2 separate regions of the Mus musculus genome follow, and region 1 is linked to region 2. Evidence: chromatin contacts called from public promoter capture Hi-C data. All regions are on one chromosome and are shown on one strand. Each heading gives the region's core, a stretch centred on a gene start, on an enhancer-like site or on the middle of the called end of the contact. The rest is flanking DNA. Distances are from core to core; before and after follow the strand shown.

The links. Promoter capture Hi-C pulls out the DNA fragments that hold promoters and counts their contacts.
Region 1: a promoter capture Hi-C map of the 3T3-L1 cell line shows a contact between it and region 2, with 4 times the contacts expected there. The contact joins the promoter of Vegfd here to the enhancer-like site in region 2. A contact is called at or near these places in 16 of 39 promoter capture datasets (the 3T3-L1 cell line, 3T3-L1-derived adipocytes, the C10 cell line and 9 more), 1 of 15 datasets of contacts at CTCF or cohesin (CD8 T cells), 17 of 484 Hi-C or Micro-C datasets (the 3T3-L1 cell line, the C10 cell line, the C2C12 cell line and 12 more), 4 of 115 datasets of contacts at active chromatin or transcription factors (embryonic fibroblasts, embryonic stem cells and epiblast stem cells) and 3 of 9 other capture datasets (adipose tissue, liver and macrophages).

Annotation. Positions count from the first base shown.
Region 1 is chrX:164,371,922-164,378,112 of GRCm38.p6, forward strand. It overlaps Vegfd (vascular endothelial growth factor D), which reads left to right and starts at 1,601. Exons shown (of 7, transcript NM_010216.2): 1 at 1,601-1,998. The coding sequence starts at 1,909. Pir (pirin) reads left to right here. Exons shown (of 10, transcript NM_027153.3): 10 at 532-1,092. The coding sequence ends at 644.
Region 2 is chrX:164,287,499-164,293,707 of GRCm38.p6, forward strand. All of the region lies in intron 3 of Pir (pirin), which reads left to right. Among named protein-coding and RNA genes, the nearest start is that of Gm22023, 7.5 kb to the left of the region's middle. Within about 2 kb of position 3,918, at least 6 of the 459 cell types and tissues checked have an H3K27ac peak or open chromatin away from gene starts, as enhancers often do. A contact at or near this core is called in second pharyngeal arch cranial neural crest, where this site is marked.

The sequences.
Region 1 (6,191 bases), core at 351-2,850, 82 kb after region 2:
GAGAACTACCAAAAAATGCAAATGTGCAAGTTGTTTGGAAGTGATTAATACTTCTCTTTGTTGTAAGGAAAATTCTGTTAGTTTTCAAAATAGATTGAGACACATCCCAGAAAGGCAGAGCCCCGTCCACTGCTTAGCCAGATACCAAAACTCTGCTACAATCTAGCTGGTTTTATAATATCAAGTTGGTTCAATTCCTGCCATAAGTTCAGGATCTACAAAATAACAACTACAGAATGTGCTGGAAAAAGGGATTGTCATTGCTTGTGAGGAACCTTCAGTAGACAGTGAGACTCAATCCTGTTTATCTAAGTCTGGTCTGAATGATAACATATAATTGTATATAGTCCTAGCCACAAAACACAAATGCTAACTAGTTCCGTATGACTGAACAGTGTGAAAATGGGCTATTGATGCCCAGCTATGCCTAGATTTTGTTTTAACTGAGGAGCTATAGGAATACATAACAATTATAGTGATAGAGGAACATGTCATCACCCAGAACTTTGTGAATGTCTCTTTCTGCCCTAGGTCCATTTGTGATGAATACCAATGAGGAAATTTCTCAGGCCATTCTTGATTTCAGAAATGCAAAAAATGGTTTTGAGGGGGCCAGAACCTGGAAGTCAAAGATTGGAAACTAATGAAGAGCTGAGACGCTGCCACTTGGATGGACTGGCCATTCGGTATATTAAATTTCCAAGGCTAGTTTAGCTGGTGCTTCTGAAGCCACATTAAGCTGGGCTTAGTGATGCAGAGTCCTTTAATCCCAGCACTCTAGGAGTCAGAGACATTGGGTATCTCCGATTTCCAAGCCCATCTGTCTTGAAAATGGAAAAATAAAAAATAGAATTCCACATTAAAAAGATGTTTTTTTGTAATGAATCTTCAGAATGCATTATATTCATGTTTGAAATTGTCAAAGAATATGTTTAATTTAAAAAGGAAAACTACAAACAATAAAAAAATGGCAGTAACATATGTAAAATATTTCCTGATACATGCAAATAATTTTACTTGTTGCTTTTAAAAAATCAATGTTCTTCATTTGGTAGAAATTATTAAGCACCTATAAAAATTAATTGCTATTTACATGTGCTTTTTTATATGGGAGTAGATAGATGCCTTTTTATTCTCTGCCCTTTGGGGTTTCTTGAAGCATGTTTTTTGTTGCTGCTGCTTTCTGTGCTGCTGACAGCAGATATCTGAGCATCTAAAGTCCCTCTACTGAAGCCCATCTGCCATCCTGGCCATCAGAACTGTGTTCTGGGTTTCATGTTACAGGCAACGTGCTTAAAAAAAAAAACACAGCAGTCCTGCCCATGTGAGTCAGCTTTTAAAACTGCCCTGCTCTTGCTAGGAACACAGCAGGATTCCAGCCAAGACTTCCCAGCGTTTTCTGCCAAACTCTGTCAGATTTAAGACATATGCTCCTGCAAGCTCTCTTGAAGGTTGTGAAAAAGTTTGAATCCATAGTTGGGTTTTAGCCTGCTGTAACTGCAAGTGTTTGTGGTCATACCACCTCCTTATAAAGCAGCTAGAACCTTGAGCGTAGGGTGGGGTTTTTTTTTTTATCTTCAACTTTCTGGATAAGAAATGTCTGTAGAGTGATTTCTAGTTTCAAGTGGAAGATATGACCACCTCCTGATTATTTTTGCAGCGGGAAACTTTGAAATATTTTTCATTGCTTTCTCCCATACTAAGATTGTGTGTGAGGCAGTGAGGGAGTCCCTTGACTTACTCAAGTCATTTCATTGGATTTTAATTACAACTGATCATGTGATTGTTTTTTTCCATGTAAAGTTTGGGGCTTCAAACTTTGCTTCTGGAGAATGCCTTTTGCAACACTTTTCAGTAGCTGCCTGGAAACAACTGCTTAGTCATCGGTAGACATTTAAAATATTCAAAATGTATGGAGAATGGGGAATGGGGAATATCCTCATGATGTTCCATGTGTACTTGGTGCAGGGCTTCAGGAGCGAACATGGACCAGTGAAGGTAGGTGAGCTTGAATATTTCTCTTTATTGGCTTTCACAGAAAAAGTCCTTTGCCCTCGCTGGTTTTGAAGCAGTCTAAAAGCCCTGCCTATTCTTAGCCTGTGTGTATTAATGCTTTACTTTGGGGGCTTAATAAGTTTCTTACCATGAATGTTTGAAAGTGTGTGTGTGTGTGTGTGTGTGTGTGTGTGTGTGTGTGTGTGTTTGGAATGGGGACAGAACATGAGCATTCTGGAAATCTTTGACACGGAACCAGTTTGCTCCCAGTTGTGCTTGCAGATGGCACAGTGGTTTTCTGTTGAAGCTGTGATTTGCCTCTGTGACACACACAATTTTGTGGGCCCTTGGTTTGTAGGTTTTTGTGAGCAGCCAGGTTGAGTAATTTCTTCTGTAAATTGAAAATCACAGTGGTTTTTGTGTGTGTGTGTGTGTGTGTGTGTGTGTGTGTGTGTGGATGTTTTCTGTCTGGTTTTGCTTATTACCAATTACCAATTGCTACCATTCAGGAAAGACAAGTTTTCTTGGGGTTTGTTTTTGTTTTCCTGTTTCTGCTTTAGAGAAATGTGTCTAAGATAAAGTAGTCAGCAGATCTTTGGTTCTATGAGCAGGCATCAAGGACAGCCCAAGACATTGAGAACCATGCAAAAAGGATGAACAATGGGATTACTGACTGCTAGAATAACATTTTCGTTTCATATTTTGTATCTTTCAAGCCTTTTTATTTTTGAAAAGGACCCGGATGCAATTGTTTTGACTGGAGTGCTACTAAATCATGACTGATTTAGAAATCTCTGGCTATGAGCAGATAGAAATCAGATGTGGGCTTGAGTTTTATGGCTTGAATTTTCCATACGGGGGAGCATATCGCCCCCCAGAGGGGAAAATTAGTTCATGACGATGTGAACTCTTTGACATGGGAACCATCATATGCATAGAGTCCATAAACAGGTAGTAACTCTGCATCCAGGTTTCATAGGTCAAGACTAACTGCTCCATTTACAGTTTTCACCCTGTCAACTATACTCAAAAGTGGATTTCCTTTCCCCTGCAGCCTGACATGGAGGTCCAATATCAAGGCTGGTGGCAGTCAGGTAGAGCTGAGAAGTGTCCTTTCTGCCATGTGCATTTTGGACTCACAAAGCTTGAAAGAGTCAGGCTGCTACATCGAAGACTTTCTAACCCAGCATAGTACATAATACTGTTCGACAGTTCACTTACTACCAGCCTTCAACCCTATGCCCCAGTGAAGTCATCCCTCTTCAGAATTTTTACTCTTTTATAGACACAGCTACCAGAATCCTCTCTGTGTCCTGGATATAGTGAAGTTTTAAGTTTACTGTTTCTACTTAAATTTCTTGAATGGGGCAGTGAGAAAGAGCGACTGGATTTTTATGTGACAGAAAACATGCCCTAACAGATGGCAAATGTGCAACATGTGTTTACTAACATGCCTTTCAATGTTTCTCTTACATGTCCTTATATTTTCCCTTGAAAAAGAGGGAAGCTACATCTAGTGAGTTTACAGCTACCGGGCCCCCAGCTAAATTAGATTGTTTCTTATATGAAGTGCTGCCTGTAATTAAAGTTTGGGGACACACATTACTGGGTGGTGAAGCATAATAAAATACATAATTTTGATTTATATATTCTCTTCTCCCCACACACCTTTTTTAAGTGTAAAAATCAATTTATTATACAGCAATCACACAGAATGCTTCTCATCTAGGAGGAAAATGGCTTCTGCCTCCCTTTCCACCCGACTCACGATACTGTGTTCTTCAGATGCCATACTTTCAAAGGAAAATAAAAAGGCCTCAATTTCCAAAGAAGCAACCTCTACTAACATTTTTAAGTGACACAGGAATGTTTGGAAAGGACTAGAAAAGAATGATCTGTAACATACAAAATGCTATTCTGCCCATTTTGGTAAAAATAAAATTAATCCTCTGATGTGGGAAGTCAGGAACTTATCTACCAATATGTATAAATATAATTGTGATGGGTTGACATTTTCTATGCTAAATTCATTCAGCAAATATTCCATTTTATTTTAAAAGTTGGAGAAAATTAAGGTTTTGTTTGTTTGTTTGGTTGGTTGGTTTGGTTTTGGTTTTGGTTTTGGTTTTGGTTTTGGTTTTTCGAGACAGGGTTTCTCTGTATAGCCCTGGCTGACCTGGAACTCACTCTGTAGACCAGGCTGGCCTCGAACTCAGAAATCTGCCTGCCACTGCCTCCCAAGTGCTGGGATTAAAGGCTTTGTATAGTATCCGAGTACTTTTGTTCTCATGAATAAAAGGGAATTCACTTGGGAAAACAGTTTTTTTTTTTAATCAGATTTTAGAGACAAGTTTTTTATTCTTCTATTTTAGAAAATTCACACTGAGATGGCCTTTCTCAGTGCAGATTTCTTAGAAAATTCACACTGAGATGCCCTTTCTCAGTGCAGATTTCCTAGCTCTGCATGGTTTGTCAGGCCTTGGGTGGTTTGAGGCTTAGTGCTGCACTGAGCCTTTGCAAACACACCCCTTTTAAAATGAAAACAAAACCAATGAAATCTATTTCTTAACAGTGATGTCCTTCTTATTTAAATTAAAATGTATCATAGAAATAGATTCAGGGTAGGAATGGTTTAAGATACTGGTACTTGATTAGTTTTTGCCTTTAGATATACAAATATGTAACTTGTTATTCAAATCAGCATGGGTCCCCCTCAGTACTAAGTCTATGAGAGTATCCTTTTCTCCACTCTCCCTTCTCTGGCCACATCTGTTCTAGAATGGCTGTGATGTTAAATCTATCTCCAGGTTGCTCCCTCCTCCTGGTCTGAACTTAACTTCTTAGCTTAGAGAATTATGCTGTTTATTTAGCTTAGACAGGCAGCAACTGTGGTACTCTTCTATGAATCTGTGATTTTTTTTTCTACTATAATAACGTAAATGTCTACGAGCATTCAGGACAATTGTGCTTAATGCCATTTGAGTGAAAAACATCCTAATTTTACTCTAGCCTTGTAGTTTATGCTTGGAAAACTAGCTGTTTGGTGTCAACAGTGCTTGGAATATGTAAGCTGAGGCAAATCATTTCTGAAATCTTTTTTTAAAAAATTAGTTTAAAAAACTGTGCTTGCTTCATTAATATATTCAGATTGCTGCCTAGATATGGGATTTATTTCAGTTTCTATTTTCTCAAGTGCTTTATACAGTTGAGATGAGCAGAGATAGTTTCCTATGGTAGTCACTTCACAACAGCCTATCTTATAGATCTAACCATATTATTCAGTTATACCCTCTAGATATTTACTAAATGATTCTCAACAACATTATGCTTTGTCATTCAATATGACCTTCTCTCCAGCATGACTTCAGGCTGCTTTAACAAATAATTGTTGTCACCAGGTATGCCGGGAGTCCTTATAAGATGCTAGATAAAGGTAGTGTCTATAGACCTTTTCCATGGAGTAATGAAGACCTGTTAGTATAGCAGTAGAGAAGTCATTTTAGGTCATGATAACTCTCAGAACTCTTTTGGAAGAGTTTCTTTCTTCTTTAGTTTTGCTCTATACTATCTTTTAAGCCACCTCACTTGTAATGTCTATAGATGGTGGAGTCATTCAGTGCCATATAAGATTAGAATAAGCCCCAAATCCACATGCCTCAAGAAAGTTCTTCACTATTATGCCATTTGCCTTCTCTTGAAATTGTCTAAGAAGTAATTTGCATGGAAACAGCTGATGGGTACTGCCTTCCATCTTTAATTCCAGAAGGCAAACCCACTCCTACCTACCTACCCCATTCTCACTCACAAAGTCATATACAGGAGAGTTTTCTGCCTTGGTTGCTAGCTAGATGAACCAATAAGATTTTAGCAATTTTTCTGTCTCACTATGAATTCAGTTGCAGCTTTTACATCATTCTAGCATATTATGGTACCCAAGATACACTAGAACCCTCTCTTACATCTTGTGTGTATTACTCATTTTTAATCGAAAAATCCTGACTTAACACCTGTGACTAAAATGTTGCCACAAACCTGTCACAAAGATAACTTGTGAAATAAACATAATGATCCCATAAAGCACTATTAGTAAAAAGATCTGGAACGCTCAGGCACAAGTATTCCCACAAAGGTAGTAGAGAAATAGGAATGCAGAGGACAATAAAATTATTCCTGAGCAATGTTTAGGTCCAACTCTT
Region 2 (6,209 bases), core at 2,668-5,167:
TGATCCAATGATGCCCAGAACAGCTTTAGAAATAAAACCTGGTCTATGACACCAAACATAGGGCACATAGGAAACAGATAAATTTCTCAATGAATTTTTCTGTCCACCTCATACATACTGTATTATAGTAATAAATAATTTACGAGTTACAGACTATTTTCCTAGAATGTTAAGGTAGAAAATATGGAGATGGGGAGATGTAATAATGAGAACTTATTAAAACACAATTTCTGGCTGGAGAGACAGCTCAACAGCCAAGAACACATGTTTCACTCCAAGAGGGTGAACCTCAAACCTGCTGAGGATAGTATGTATAAAAAGGAAATTCAGACACTTCATTTTTAGGTACCTCCCATGATAGCTTTCAACTATAGTCAGAACCAGGTGGGATAACTCCCCTCTTGTTCACAACAGAGCTGGCCCCTTCCTCACCAGATAACACCTTGTCTCATGACACTAGGTCCTTAAGCACAGGCACCGCTCTTGTGCCAAAAAGACATACTTATTTACCAATGTACCTATTAGCGAAGCCTGCATCTAGTTTAGTTAGGCCTGACTGTAGTCCAGTGGTTCTCATCCTTTGTAATGCTGCAACCCTTTATATAGTTCCTCATGTTGTGGCAACCCACAGCCATAAAATTATTTAGGTTACTACTTCATAACTGTAATTTTGCTATTGTTATAAATCCTAATGTAAATATCTGATATACAGGATATCTGATCTGTGACTCTTATGTCACTCTTGCGAAAGGGTAATTTGACCCCAAAAGGGGCAAGATCTCCAGGTTGAGAACTAGAAGCATGACACACATCCTTTGAATTGGCAGGGGGCTCTCTTAAGCTACAAGTTGTAGCTACTGACTTTTCCACTGTATGGGCATAGAATACTATTGTGTGCTTGAAATGTGAGTAGTCATAGACGTTGGTAAGTCATATACTTGACAATAGAAGTGAGGTCCGTCACCACATCTTTTTATTGGAGGTAGGTCATAGCAGTTAAGAAGGTAGCTGGGAGTTACACGGCGAGTCAGAAGTTTTGTTTGAAGAGAGTCATCCTAAGATTGCGCTTTTGGGTTTGAAGAGGAAGGGATATTTCTTCTTCAGGAGATCTAGGGACAGGTGGAAGGTAGTGAGGGAGTCTGTGATTCAACTTGCCTGAGTAGTTAGGTTTATGAATATGATTGTTACAGAATCTTAACATGCATGTCAGAAATTTTACTCAGGGTGCAAGGGAAATGGGTAGATTTGAAAGACATTAGCAAAGTAAGTGAGTTTCTTTTTTTTTTTCTTTGTAGCTAGATGTTATTAAGTAAAGCTCTTGAATGTCCATAATGAAGGACCAGTCACCTCATCTTAGGGTATTGTAGCTTTGGGTCTTTTAATTGATCCCATCCCTTCAGGAATCACAAGGATTATTTTCAGTTTTGTATACAGCCCTGGGATTTTATCTTTACTCGAAATGGCTGATTCACCTGAATTGGCAAAGTTCTCTTGTTTCTTTCATGAAACCCCTACCTAATTCTGCCTGCTGTTTCATCTCCTGTCAGATCTCTCCTCAGAGGCAACCACTGTGCTCATAAAACCTCCTCAGCATTCATGAGGCAACATGGGCTAGGAAAAATAGTTTCATTCTGAGAGACAGAAAAATGTTGATTGAATTTCTTGCTCTGCTGTTGCTATGCTGTAACCTTAATGACACTGAGCCACAATAATCAAATGTAGATTATGGTATATACTTAGGGCTAAATGTTTAGTAAATGCATGAAGATTATGAAATATAAGATTGATTAATGTATTCAATACATCATCAATGACAGCTGTATTCAGGGTACAGTTGAGTTTTTAAAAAATGTCTTTGTTGAAAGTGCTTCAAGATGTAGTCATACACAATGACTTTCTGAATACAACCCCAGTGACTCAGGAAACAGCAGCAAGGATTGACAAATGTGCATCTAATTAAAAAGCTTCTGTGTGGCAAAGAAATAATCAACAGAGTGAAGAGACAGGCTACAGAATGGAAATTAGAAGTTCACTAATTATTTTTCCTCAAATGAATCTCCTTGTCAAAGGGATTAATATGTAGAGCATATAAAGAATTCAGGAAATGGATACCAAAAAAATTCACCTGAGCAATAAATGAGCAAAAAGTTTTCGAAAGAAGTACAAATGGCCAATAAGTATAGGCAAAGGATGTTGACTCTCCTTGGTCATCCTGGAAATGCAAGTCACACTTAGGTTGAGATTGCATCTCACTCTAGTCCAGAATGGCTCTCTCTAAGGCCACAAACAACCACAAATGTTGGTGAAGATACATGGGGAAATGGAACACGTATTCGCTGTTGATGAGACTGTAGACTGTACACAATAGAATCCATTGTTTACACTAATTAAATGTTTCAAAGTCCCAGCTTCCGTGGATCTTATATTCTTTTAGATAACCAATAAAATGAATAATTTTATCAGACAGCATCCTGTAGTGAAAAAGCTGGGAAGAAGAAACAATCTGGCATAGGATAGAGTAGACTGAGATAGGATTTCCTTCAGTCTGTGATCTTTGAACTGTGGCCTGAATGAAGTGACAAACAGAACCATGGGAATATCTGGGGAAGCAGGTGGGAAGGTGTGAGGGAGGACTTACAGATGTGATCCCTGCCCAAGGCGAAGTCACAGATGTGCTCATTCTCCAACTTACTGAACATGTGCTGGGTTCCTGGTCACATGTTATCATTTTGTTCTGACCATACCTCAGGAGCCCAACTTAATCGGTCGATGTTGTATCTGAGTCCACTGATCCCTCTAAGAGTAAATAAAGAGTAAACAACAAACTGTCTTTACTTTTGTCTGCAGCTCACAACTCGCAGATGGCAACCTGGTGACTCTAAGCAGGCCTAAACCTGACTAGCTTCTAGATGCAGAAAGAGCACCCCCCACCCCCAATAGGGAGTACTGAGGCAGGAGTTCTTGAAGGCCTGGCCCCTGTGTAGGTCTATGACAGGACCATGCCAAAGTAGGACGAGAGGAACAGCATCCTGCTTGCATTTGCTGGCTTGATGAACATCCAAACTGTGTTCCCACCCTGTGTTTCAGTTTTATTTTTTTAAAAACACTATTGTTAATGACCACCTTTTGGGACTTGTGTGTATTATAGGATCAGTGTTAGATGTGTAGAGTTAGTGGAGTGATTTTTTTCAGGGTTCAGAGAGATTGCTCGTGTTGTGAAGAAGTTTTCCTTTTACAAACATTGGATTTCCGGCCCTGAGAACAGTTCACAGCTTCTATTACACAATATGTTCCTTGCTGGCATCTCTTGTCAGCCGTGACCTCAATTTGCGGTATCTTTACTACCCAGTTACCAGTAGGGAAAAAAAAAAAAAAACAACTCACAATTTTAGGGCAAAAAGAAATGGAAAGGAAATACAGTTGTTCCCCTAATGTACAGTTTTGGCTTTACAGGGTAAGTCTTGTGTTTTGTATCCAGACACAGAATGAGGTCTCCTCCTTGCTCTTCTTTCTATATAGCAGCTGGAACAAAACAACAAACTGTCTTTTCTCTTGTGTGGGAATTCTTCCAGCTTAATTTAAAGTTCTCTCGGACAGTCACTTTTCTCACACTTTACATGGTAAATTACTTTTCCTTCATCGCAGTGTGAGATTGTGTCTTTCTCCAAATGCAAAACAGCCAAAGAATTAAGAACTTACAAGGGAACAAAAATACTTGGTAAAGATCCATGGAAAGGACTAGAAGGAGGAAAGGAAGACAGGAGACCAAACAGTATATCAAGTGCTCCGAGGAACACCTGGTTCAGATTACAAACTTATTACTTAATTGGACACACACAACTCGAGCTTAAACATAACACAATTCGTCAACCACCCATGGCAGTTCTCCAGGCGTTTGTGATTATGTAAGGCCCTAAAAAGATCATGTGGCTTGTCTCCACGCTCAGATGTAACTGCCCCAGGGTTTTCTTTCTTTTAAAGATGTTCTACAGACAGAAATTCATAAGCAAAGTTGCCATCAAGCATTTATGACACTTAGCAATAATAAAAAAACAAATATTGTATATAAAGACTAATAATATAAAGACATATATATGTATATATTATGTGTGTGTGTTTTATGGTTTGCAACTTGAAAGACATTATGTTTGACTTGAGTAATTAAAAATAATCTGGGACTATGATTTAAGAAGGTCTTCTTTGAGAACCCAAGAGGGAGATTCATTACAAGCTAAACGTAAATAGGAAAGACAGGAAAGCAATTATAGACAGTGCTCCTTATAGTTTGGCTACTTCTTTGAAAACTGGAAACTTGCTGTATGTCCCCTTAAAGTTATTGAATGTCAAGTGATTTATTCCCATTCTAGCCTTAGTGACTCCCATAGAAATTGAACATTAAATGTGAGAAAGTCTGTGTTCCATTGTCCTCACATGTAGTGTGGAGTCATACTTGCTGTTACCTTCCTGTCCAAACCATGAGCTGGGGGGTAAATTTATAAAGACTAATTGATAACACTCATTTTAATGATTGGAAGAGGCATCCTTGTTTTCGGAATAAAATTCGTTTCTATTGGGGAAAAAAAAGGAAAATATTCATTGTAGAAAGGAACTAATAATAAAACATGCCTGCATTTTTCATCTTGAGATGATCACCATTGATGTTCAAGCATCTCTCTATATATTAATAATCACAGGATGAAATTTCATTTGATGAATTTATATGTAGTATTGTATTTGACTCCTTTAACATATAATTATTATCACTTCATGGCCTTTTGACTAAGATCAAATATAAAATATAACTGTCATTTTTGACCAGTCATATCTTCCATACATATATTAAATCTCATATATTAGACACTTTCTTGACTAATTAACTTTTTAGGTTAGCATACAAAATAAGAGATTCATCATGGAATCTTCATACATGTGCATCATTTCACTTTGTTCTCAATTTTTCCTTCCCCCAGCTACTATGCAGGATGGAAAAGGGAGTACTGGGGTGCTCCCTGCATATGTGCAGGGAGGGAGAACTACTAGATCTGGAGAGGAGTGAGGAAGGAAAGAGTACACCAAACCAAAATGGTATAAAATGCCACAAGAAAAACTGTTCATTTATATGCTAATAAAAGCACTCATGCTCGCACACACACTTTTTTTAATTCATAAATTAAAAAAGAACTGCAAAGAACTGCATCAAGTCAGGAAGCAGAGAGAGAGAGAGAGAGAGAGAGAGAGAGAGAGAGAGAGAGAGAGATTGCTTATACCCCTTTCTTCTATATATTCAGTCATGGATGCCACCTAGCAGTATAGTGTCATCATGTCTAGGGTGTCCCAGAACCCACGTGGTGGTTGTCAACCACCATAACTCCAGTTCCAGGGGAATGTCTGTCCTCTCAAGCCTCCAGCAGCACCCAAGCATGCCCATGGTGCATGAGCATAGATGCAGGCAAAACACCCACACACATATAAGTGATGATGCTGATGTGGTATCTCACAGGTACTCAAAACTTCATAAATATTTTCTCATACCTCTTGGGAATATGTTTTGACTTTCTTTTTAAAAATATTTTTTCATTCTTTTTCTTTGTGTGGTTTTACAGAGTTAAGATTTAGGGAGTTGGTAAAAGTTGTTAGTTTAGGAGGTTGGTAACAAGGATAATTCATTTGTAAGTTCTGATTTTCTTAAAGAAAGAAGGTCTTTTATTTGATTTAGTATATTTGAGTGAAAATTAAAGTCCCAACAGTAGATATTGCAATTTTAATCAGATTTCATTTTTCTGGTTCACTCATATAATAATAATTGTTAATGATATCTTTAAGTAAAATTCAAAAATTAAAAAGGATAATCACATTAAGGGTTAAAGAAAATACTGAGGTAGCTGGTGCATGACAAACGCATCCAGTTATGAGAATATGTCCACAGTCATTGCTGTTAAGCCTGCAGTGGCTCATTAGCAGAGCACTATCGCAGGCCTTTCACAAATTCTTAGACTGAATGCTAATCTTTTTAGGAGTCACAAGGTGTGCACAAATTATCCAATTTACATAAAGCATGCAAAGAGAGCCTTGTGTCATGACCACCACTCATTGTAAACCTCCAGTACTAACTTGAATATTTCCTGTAACAAAATGACCATGTCTTTGAAGTAATTAAATGTTGTATGTCTTTGATGTCTCTTTAATCTTTCTTCTCTGATTTGATTACA